Regions from separate parts of the Sus scrofa genome. Here regions 1 and 3 are each linked to region 2. A link is a contact called in public HiChIP or PLAC-seq data. All regions are on one chromosome and are shown on one strand. Each heading gives the region's core, a stretch centred on a gene start, on an enhancer-like site or on the middle of the called end of the contact. The rest is flanking DNA. Distances are from core to core; before and after follow the strand shown.

Evidence for each region. HiChIP or PLAC-seq counts read pairs in DNA pulled down with a chosen protein or histone mark.
Region 1: an H3K27ac HiChIP or PLAC-seq map of skeletal muscle shows a contact between it and region 2. The contact joins two enhancer-like sites. A contact is called at or near these places in 1 of 47 Hi-C or Micro-C datasets (skeletal muscle) and 1 of 2 datasets of contacts at active chromatin or transcription factors (skeletal muscle).
Region 3: a contact with region 2 is called in an H3K27ac HiChIP or PLAC-seq map of skeletal muscle. The contact joins two enhancer-like sites. A contact is called at or near these places in 1 of 47 Hi-C or Micro-C datasets (skeletal muscle) and 1 of 2 datasets of contacts at active chromatin or transcription factors (skeletal muscle).

The regions. Positions count from the first base shown.
Region 1 is chr15:82,280,020-82,282,719 of Sscrofa11.1, reverse strand. No RefSeq gene overlaps it. Among named protein-coding and RNA genes, the nearest start is that of MTX2, 220 kb to the right of the region's middle. Within about 2 kb of position 1,334, at least 29 of the 83 cell types and tissues checked have an H3K27ac peak or open chromatin away from gene starts, as enhancers often do. A contact at or near this core is called in skeletal muscle, where this site is marked.
Region 2 is chr15:81,973,906-81,976,605 of Sscrofa11.1, reverse strand. It overlaps HOXD3 (homeobox protein Hox-D3), which reads right to left. Exons shown (of 2, transcript XM_013984299.2): 2 at 1,713-2,700. Among named protein-coding and RNA genes, the nearest start is that of HOXD3, 5.8 kb to the right of the region's middle. Within about 2 kb of position 1,340, at least 34 of the 83 cell types and tissues checked have an H3K27ac peak or open chromatin away from gene starts, as enhancers often do. A contact at or near this core is called in skeletal muscle, where this site is marked.
Region 3 is chr15:82,439,147-82,441,846 of Sscrofa11.1, reverse strand. LOC102161209 (a long non-coding RNA gene) reads left to right here. Exons shown (of 3, transcript XR_002339197.1): 2 at 1-1,015; 3 at 2,500-2,700. Among named protein-coding and RNA genes, the nearest start is that of MTX2, 380 kb to the right of the region's middle. Within about 2 kb of position 1,291, at least 6 of the 83 cell types and tissues checked have an H3K27ac peak or open chromatin away from gene starts, as enhancers often do. A contact at or near this core is called in skeletal muscle, where this site is marked.

The DNA.
Region 1 (2,700 bases), core at 85-2,584, 310 kb before region 2:
TTTGTTTAAAATGACAAAAGAAAAATGATTATAATATATCAAGTATGTCATTTGAATCTAGCCTCATTGCCAGAGCCCTTTACAGCATCCCTGTGAAGTAAATGGCCGTCATTCTCCCCATTTCCCAGAAAGAGAAGTGGTCAAGTTAAATACTACATCCACGGTCAGACAGTGAGTCGACAGCATAACAAAGAACTTTCCAGAGCTTTCCAGAACTGGCCCTGGGACAAGGCACTTGGTGCACAAGGGCCGAAAACTAAAACTCCTTTTCTTTTCCCCAAGGCAGACCGTGAAACTGTAAAGATGAGCTGGCATTTTGTTTTATTTTGTGTAATAAACGGTTCTTTTCACAGCAGTTGGCCCTGGGGGAGTTTCAAATAGCACTGCTTGGCTGCAGCTGTGGGTGTGGCCACACTCCATCCAAAGGCAACTTGGAGACCACAGCTGTGTCAGGCAGAAAGGATCTTAAACTTTACATCTGGGCTGCACACTTTCAAGTTCACTCCCCCAAACAAGTTGAGTCATTTCACAAGCCAGAACCCCTCAGATGGAGGTTCTGTTCTTCCTCTGCCTTTGGTTACTTAGGAGGCACCTCAGATATCCCTGGAGACTGACACCCACATTTGGCTCCGGCTGATTCTGAATGGTCCCTGAGCCACTTCTCTCCTAGTCAGGAGAAGACCCAACTTTTGAACTGATAAAAATGGTCAGCATTTTCACAGGGGTTATTGGATGGTAGGGGTTTTTCGTTGTCTTTGTTTTTTCGTTTATATCTCATGGGTCCTTTCTGTGTGTGCCTATCACAGGCCGCTCTAACATCTGGAACGCGTCCCCATATCCAGTGGATTCATATACATTTCCAGGAAATTTTTCTTCAAGCGTTTTGCTTTAAGTCTCTGCTTCCAGCTGGAGCAAATAATTGACAAAGTCAGCCTCCATCCTTAGTGCCCAAACCTAAGGACGGAAGTGTGAACTCTGAACCCCTTCTCACCCTGTAAGTGGAAGGAACAATCACACTTCTTTGTTTCAGGGAAGAAGAGATCTGGGCTTGTGAATGGCTTCTTTTCTGACTGGATTACAGGAACGTCAAAATGGGCACCATCTGAGAGCGCGCGCCCGAGAAAGCTCAGCCCCAGCCACGTGACCCCGGCTTCTGCCTCACGACCCCCGCGTCCTAGCACCGCTGCAGGGAGGTCCTGGGAGGCCAGGAGCTCCTGGGGCTGCTGTCTGGAGACCCGCCGCCAGGGGGCGCTCCGCGCGCCGGGAGAGCGGCCTTTGTGTGGGTGCTTCTGGGCCCGGTCTGGGCGGAGGTTGCGTGGGCCGCTGTCGGCACTCGCGCGATGAGTCAGCTATCCCTTTGCTTTGCAGTGGGAAGAGCCGGCATCCCGGCGATCGGAATCGCAATCGGTCTTTTCGGCGGATGTTCACGCTGCATGGGCCCGCAGGCCTTGCTCTTTCCGCATCTTCAGGCTTCGACGACTGAACAGCCGGCGCAGAACCCACAACGCGCTCGCGTCCCGCCAGGCACCCGGCGCCGAGGCCACGAGGCAGACCCCCTGGGCTCAGAGAGATGCGGCCGGGAACAGCTCGAACAAAACCTGCGCGGAGTGCCAGCGGGAGGGCCACTTAAAGGCGGGGAGGCGTGTGCCTGGGAGAGAGAACAGAGCTGGAGGGCAAGGGCGGGGCGGGGTGCGGGGAACGGGGCGTGGGAGGGGGGCGGGCAGAAACAGAGACCGAGAGCCACCCAACAAGTTCCCGGTGCAAAGCCACATGCTGTCTCCGAGGAGAGGCAGGCACGTGTCCTTCGGGGGAACCCTGCCTTTGGGTGCTTGTGGGGAGACAGAAGAGTGAGCAAGTCTTTCAGTAGAAGACAATGGGTTTAGAGGTGTGACAAACAGAATGAGACGCACCAGCCTTCTCAGGGACCCTCTTCCTCAACACCCCCTCAGAGTCACATCGGCTTCTCTGTGGAGTGTCAGGCTAGCCTGGAAGAGGTTCTGTGATGTAAGGGTCAGGGAAGAGCGATAAAAACAAGTTCTTTTCCACTAGAGACTCAGAACCACTTCCTGGGACCATAGTGCTTTCTACCCTTGTCACTCTTGCTTCTGCTCCGTGTCAGCCATCTAACTGCCTGGTATTCCTATAGACTTGGGACCCATTTGCTGATACCACCAAGGGGGAAAGGCCGAATGTGACACCTCCCCACCCCCCCACCCCGAATAAAGATCGCTGGAAACATCTTTAGCCCGACTTCCTCGGTCTGAAAGAGGAGGAGCAATAGAAGTGTGGCCACTCAGGTTTAAACACTGGCTTTGAATTTTCAACGCCACTTGTGGTGCAATAGGATGCGTAGCAGGGGCTCGGTGAGTCATGTCATTCCATTTTGGGAGATGAGCCCTTCAACTCCTAAAATAAATCGTTTTTAAAATAGAGCATGGCTGAGGCACGTGGTCTTTTCCTGGTCTTCTTTTCATCAGTAAAATCCAGACGTTGGACCAAGTTACCTTTCAGCTTCAAAATTAGAAGAAACGATTTGTCTGTTCAGGGATTTGCAGAGGAACGCTCCTTATTAACGTGTATAATGCAGTGGTGGGATGAGGAACATGGAAAAGAAGTTTTCCAAAGTAGGGAATGAAGTCGCACAGCATTTTCTCCAACGGAATCTCCATTTCCAAATTTTGCTTTTTTTTTTTTTTTTTT
Region 2 (2,700 bases), core at 91-2,590:
TTTGAAAGACTGTACAAAGAAATGGTACAAATGGATGGTTAACTTAATGATTCCATCAGAGGTGGATTTTTCTCTGTCAGGTCCCTGGATGAGGCTGAGGTCTGAGAGCCAGAAGGTAGGAATGTGTAATCGCCCTTTCTTGCCACTTTTCCAGGGGCCAGGACTACACTTAAGCCCTTTTGCTCTGCAACTTCCCCATGCCCCTGGCTAGCTCAGCTGCAACTCCTCCTTCCACTCCAGGCTGAGTCCTGAGTTTCTCCTGGTAGCCAGGGCAAGCTTCCCTCTGCCTGAATCTCCCTCCCCCTCCACCCCGCCTCCCATCTTCCAGCAGGCCGTTCCAGCTATCTCCCCTCTACCCTGCTTTAATTCAAGTCTGATTGTCTCCACCGAACAACCAGGGGCTCCCAAATGAGGGATGCCACCTCTCATCCTTGGGCCTGGGCTTGAGGCCCTGACCCCTTAAGGACCCAGGCGGATCCCCTACAGCCTCCCTGTGGGAAAAAGGCAGAGCTGGCCCAGGCCGGAGCCAAAGAGCCTTTTCCTCCCCTAGGGCCAGCGAAGTAAACCTCCCAGAGCCCAGCGCCAGGAGCAGGGCCGGCCCCTCCCACCTGCCGGCGTCGGCCCCGCGCAGCCTTTGTGCGGCCTCCTCGCCGCGGGGCCCGTGGGAAGCCGCGCGCACAATGGCGCCGCCGCTGCCGGAAGACCCGCTGCTCCCGGCGCCTTCGACCCAGCGCCGGGCGGTGAGGGGCCAGCAGCCTCCAGGCCATGATGCGCTCCCCACGGTCCCCCGCGCGCCGCTCCCGTGAAGAAGCCTTAGGCAGTGGTGGCGGTTTCCTTCCGCTGCCGGCTTGCCGCTTCCCGCTGCAGGTTCTCCCCGGGAGAAGGAGAGGCCAGGGCCCGGGGCGCCATTGCCGGGCCGGGCTCCCCTCCCCCACTCTTCTTTCTCTGCTTCTCCGAGACCCGGGAGGGAGGAGGCGGGCGCCTCCGCCGATAGAGCAGCTATTGTGACCTGCCCTCGCAGAGCGGGAACCCAGCCGGGTGTGTACCGCCGGCGGTGGCGGGAGAGGAGGCGACTTTGTGCAGACCTCGGGTCCGGAGGGGGTGGCACCGGGAAATAAACGTTTGCAACCTCGGGCAGTTGGGCCCTTCAGAGGGTGTTTGGTTGTGTTTAGACTCCTGCGCTTCCTAACACTAATTGCAGGCTCAAAAAGAGCAGAATTTATGGCGAAGGCTAGGGCGGCTTGTTTATAATTTATGAAGTTTTAAATAGCTGTACGTGGGCCCCGACTCTCGCCCTCGCCGGTGGCCGCGCGGGATTCGCCGCCGCCCCCACTCGCGCCGGGAGCTACCGAGTGTGCCCGTCATGTGACGCTCACGCCAGTGGCAGGAACGGATCTGAGCCGTTCGTTCTTAGAAGCCTCGGGGAACCTTCCTCTGGAGGTGAGAGAACCGCAGGTTTGTCCCAAGCGAACTCCCACCCCACTATCGAGAGCTGCCTCGGGGCGGCTGCCTGGAGAGGGAGCCCCCTAACCCCACATTTCTTTGGAGCCTGAGTGTGAGAGGGAGCTGATGTCAGCCGGGCTAGACACCATTTAAAATCTAATCCGTGAAACCCTAAGCCGCAGATGACACTTGGGGCCTTGCAGACACCCGCAGACTCAGCAGATACTCCTGCGGTAACACACCGCGCTGGAAAACGCCTGGAGCCGTGATGCATTATGTATTTTTATTATTATTTATGGTAGGAAGAGGAGATGAGGGAAAATCGGGCTCAATCTAAACAGCCTGACAATTCATCTATTTAATATTTAGCCAGTTAAGAAAGGTTTTTGTAATCCCTGCAAGGCAGCAAGCTCTTTGATTTCCCTAATAGCTTAAAAAATAATTTCTTACAATTAGAAATTCTGCCCATGGATGCAAATCTCGTAGAAAAACAATTTTAAGCCTTCGAAGTGGGTAAAATATCCCTTCACTTGAAGTCATTTATTCTGTTGATACACTTCTACAACATGTATACTTTAAACCTGCTCGGATAAAGTGAAATTTAGCAAAAGGATAATCCCCTCCCACCCCCAATCTAACATGCTATTTTAAAAACAGCACAAAGGAATGAGGAAACCAAATATTATTTTGAGCCATCATTATTTAGCAAAACACAAACATCCAAATAGAAACGATTGTTGCTCCACCAGAAGATTAGAAGTTGAATTATTTCCACACGGTAGGGATTTCACCCCGAGTCACGGGCATGTAGTAGGAGTTGTATTATTTGTCAAACCAAATAGAGATGCGTGGGCCGACTTTGCTGAAATACAAAAGAACTGAACCTTATCTGAAGGCGTTTTCCAAGTGCCTCCTCCTAGAGAAGTGGGTGTAAGTAGTCCTCCCCAGCTAAAGCCACGCTAATATTTACAAAATGGTTATAAATCTTTGAAGACATTTTTGCCCATTTTGTACAAAGAAACAAGAATAAACAGGTGTTTATACTTGTTATGTTCCATTAATGAAACTTTTATTACTTTACATCTTGGGGAACGTTTGTTTTCTTTAGAAATGAACCACCGATTGCTATAAAAGAAAAAGTCGTGATAGCATTTCCTATAGGAAAAGCTTAGGTGCATGGCTTCAAATGATCATTCTTTTTCTGCACCTTAACTTTTTTCACAGCTCAATTCTTCTTATGACTTCTCTTGTGTCTTT
Region 3 (2,700 bases), core at 42-2,541, 470 kb before region 2:
ATTTCTGTTGCATTTTTTATTTTAACCAGGGCGTGCTCTCTTTGTATCGTACGTATCTCAAATTTTGCTCGAGCATCTGCAAAGCAGTGAGCAGAGGAAGATCTGTGTGTATGTTTTATTGAATCCGTCCCTGGCCTGAGCAATCTGGCTTTTCTATCGCTCTTCAAACTGGTTCTGCGATCTGAGAGGGAAGGCTGTCTGCGAAAGAGCCCTCATACAACCAAATGCTGGAACCACCATTTTGCTGTCCGTTTGCACACGATGAAATGGTGGCACGGAAAACAGTTAACACATTGTGCCCATGAGAGTTGTCTTTGAAAGTAGTCTACTTGCTGATCCAAATATCGAGCTGCTTTTTAAAATATTGTTACCAAGGGACTAAAGATTTTCATTTTCTTTAAATACATAAAACCTGTGTGTGTGTGTGTGTGTGTGTGTGTGTGTGTGAAAAGCATCGGCTGCGTACATTCAAGCTAGGGATAGAAAGAACTCGTCAAAAATGCACACTCAGGCTGAGAGGGAAAGCAAACCTAAATAAAAGCCCAGATCCTGAGAATCGCTTCTAACAGCTCACAAAAGCTGTACGGTGAATTTGGCCTTGATGCCTCCTTTCATTTTAACATTCACGGCGTGCAACTGAGAGTGAGGAAATTTAAGAGAGTTGGTATTTTTTTCTTGTTTTAAAAAAAAGTCCCATAAAAATTAAATGCAGGCCCACATTTGACTCTCACCTGGGAACCCCCACACTCTCATTTTTTTATGGGAGGAAAGAAAAAAAAATAAAACAAGGACCCATGGTCCCTTCCTTTTCCACTTCTGCTCTTATTTTTAATCATTAAAAATGCTGCCTTGGCTGCATTTAAGTGTGGAAATTCTCATTTTTCTGCAGTGTTTCAGACTCACACAGACTCCTTGGGGATGCGGTGAGGAGCTAACCAACTGCACATGGGAAATGAGGATTTTCGTGGTTAGAAAAACTGCAGTGTTTGGTAATTTTCCACATGGAGTTGAAGTTGTGAGTGACTTTTCTTTCAAACATAATAACTTGAGCACTTGGTATAGAGCTGTAAGCTCGAATTTATTTGAACGCATGAAAAGGTCTTACAAATTTAACTTGACTTCTTTCTGTAAATGTTTCCAGTATTTTCAAGTGCATAATAAGTAGATTAAAACAGGGTATGCACCCTCTCCACAACTGCCCCCGACAGAATTATAAAAGGCTACTGTCTATAAATAGAAATAGCCCTGGAGGACCCACCAGCAGGTTATGCAGTATGTGACATAGGCCACCTGGGACTGAGCTGAAACCACTAATACTTTCTTCACAGGATCACTGGCTAGAGTGAGACAAGGTGTCCAGGTGAAAAAAAGGGGAGGTTGACCTAGCTACTTAAATTCGCATGTGTTCACTTTATTTTTTGCATTAAAATTAAGCACGAATATTCAGCTTTATCATTTAAACATATCGATATTCAAATAGAGTGCATTACTTTTCATATTTGTAATGATTCATAGGGCATTATGTTATTACTATTTGCAGTTGATTTTCAACAAATACTAAAACTCTTGTGAAAAAATGAAGTTTAAATGTAAGGCTGGGGAGTTCCCATGGTGGCTCAGCAGAAGCAAATCTGATTAGTATCCATGAGGTTGTGGGTTCGATTCCTGGCCTCGTTCAGTGGGTTATGGATCCAGTGTTGCTGTGAGCTGTGGTGTAGGCCGCAGACGCGGCTTGGATCCCACGTGGCTGTGGCTGTGGCTGTGGTGTAGGCGGGGCAGCTACAGCTCCGATTTGACCCCTAGCCTGGGAACTTCCATATGCTGTGGGTACGGCCCTAAAGAACAAAAAATAAAAACTAAAAAAATAAATGTAAGGCTAAGGAGAGGTTATTGGTTAAATGTTTCCCTGCTGTCCTTTATGAGATAAAATCAACTGATTTGTTTTGAAATGTAGCTCTTAAATTAAAATCTGCCTCCAACCAAGATGAATAGGTCTGGAGCTCAGGGAGCCAGTTTGCTTGTGTTCTTGACCTTGCACGGCAGTCACCAGGAAGACTGTGTTCCCTTTTATAACAGCTGCTTTACAGTTTTGAAGACGTTGCTAGACTTTTCCGTGCACAATTTTAGTTGCCCCCATGTATCTTAAATCAAGCCAACCCAATAAATGTAGGGTTGTGGTTGTGAAATAAATGTCATGTCAGTAACCCTCCACCAGATATCAGAAGAAAGAGTATGTGATTGTTTAGTCCAAAAATTAAGTTTCATGTTTTTAATTGGTGTCATATCCTGTCCCAAGTCTATAGCGCTTAAATCAAAGGCGACCATGTTAACCTGGAAAGGAAATGTAATAACAACTCCTTTCATCCCCTGGCTCAAATGTTTTTATGCTCAACCCTAATTTTTGTTAAAACACTTTCAGGCAAAGACAACAGGAAACAGTAAACATGGCAACACCATGAAAATAATTTTCTGATGCACTATTTCTCTCTGTGTTCAAAGAGTGAGTTGTCTGGGCTGCAGAGGAAACTGCTGTATCGTTAAACCCAAGGCCGACGACAAAAACAGCCGCCCTACCAGCAAAATAGATACCCCTCCTCATTTCATAAATCTTGTTTCCAACGAGAATAAAGCCAGGAACGGACTCTTGCTCACAGCAATGGCCTGAAACGTCCTGTATCAGGGTAGTCCGCTCAAAGGGAC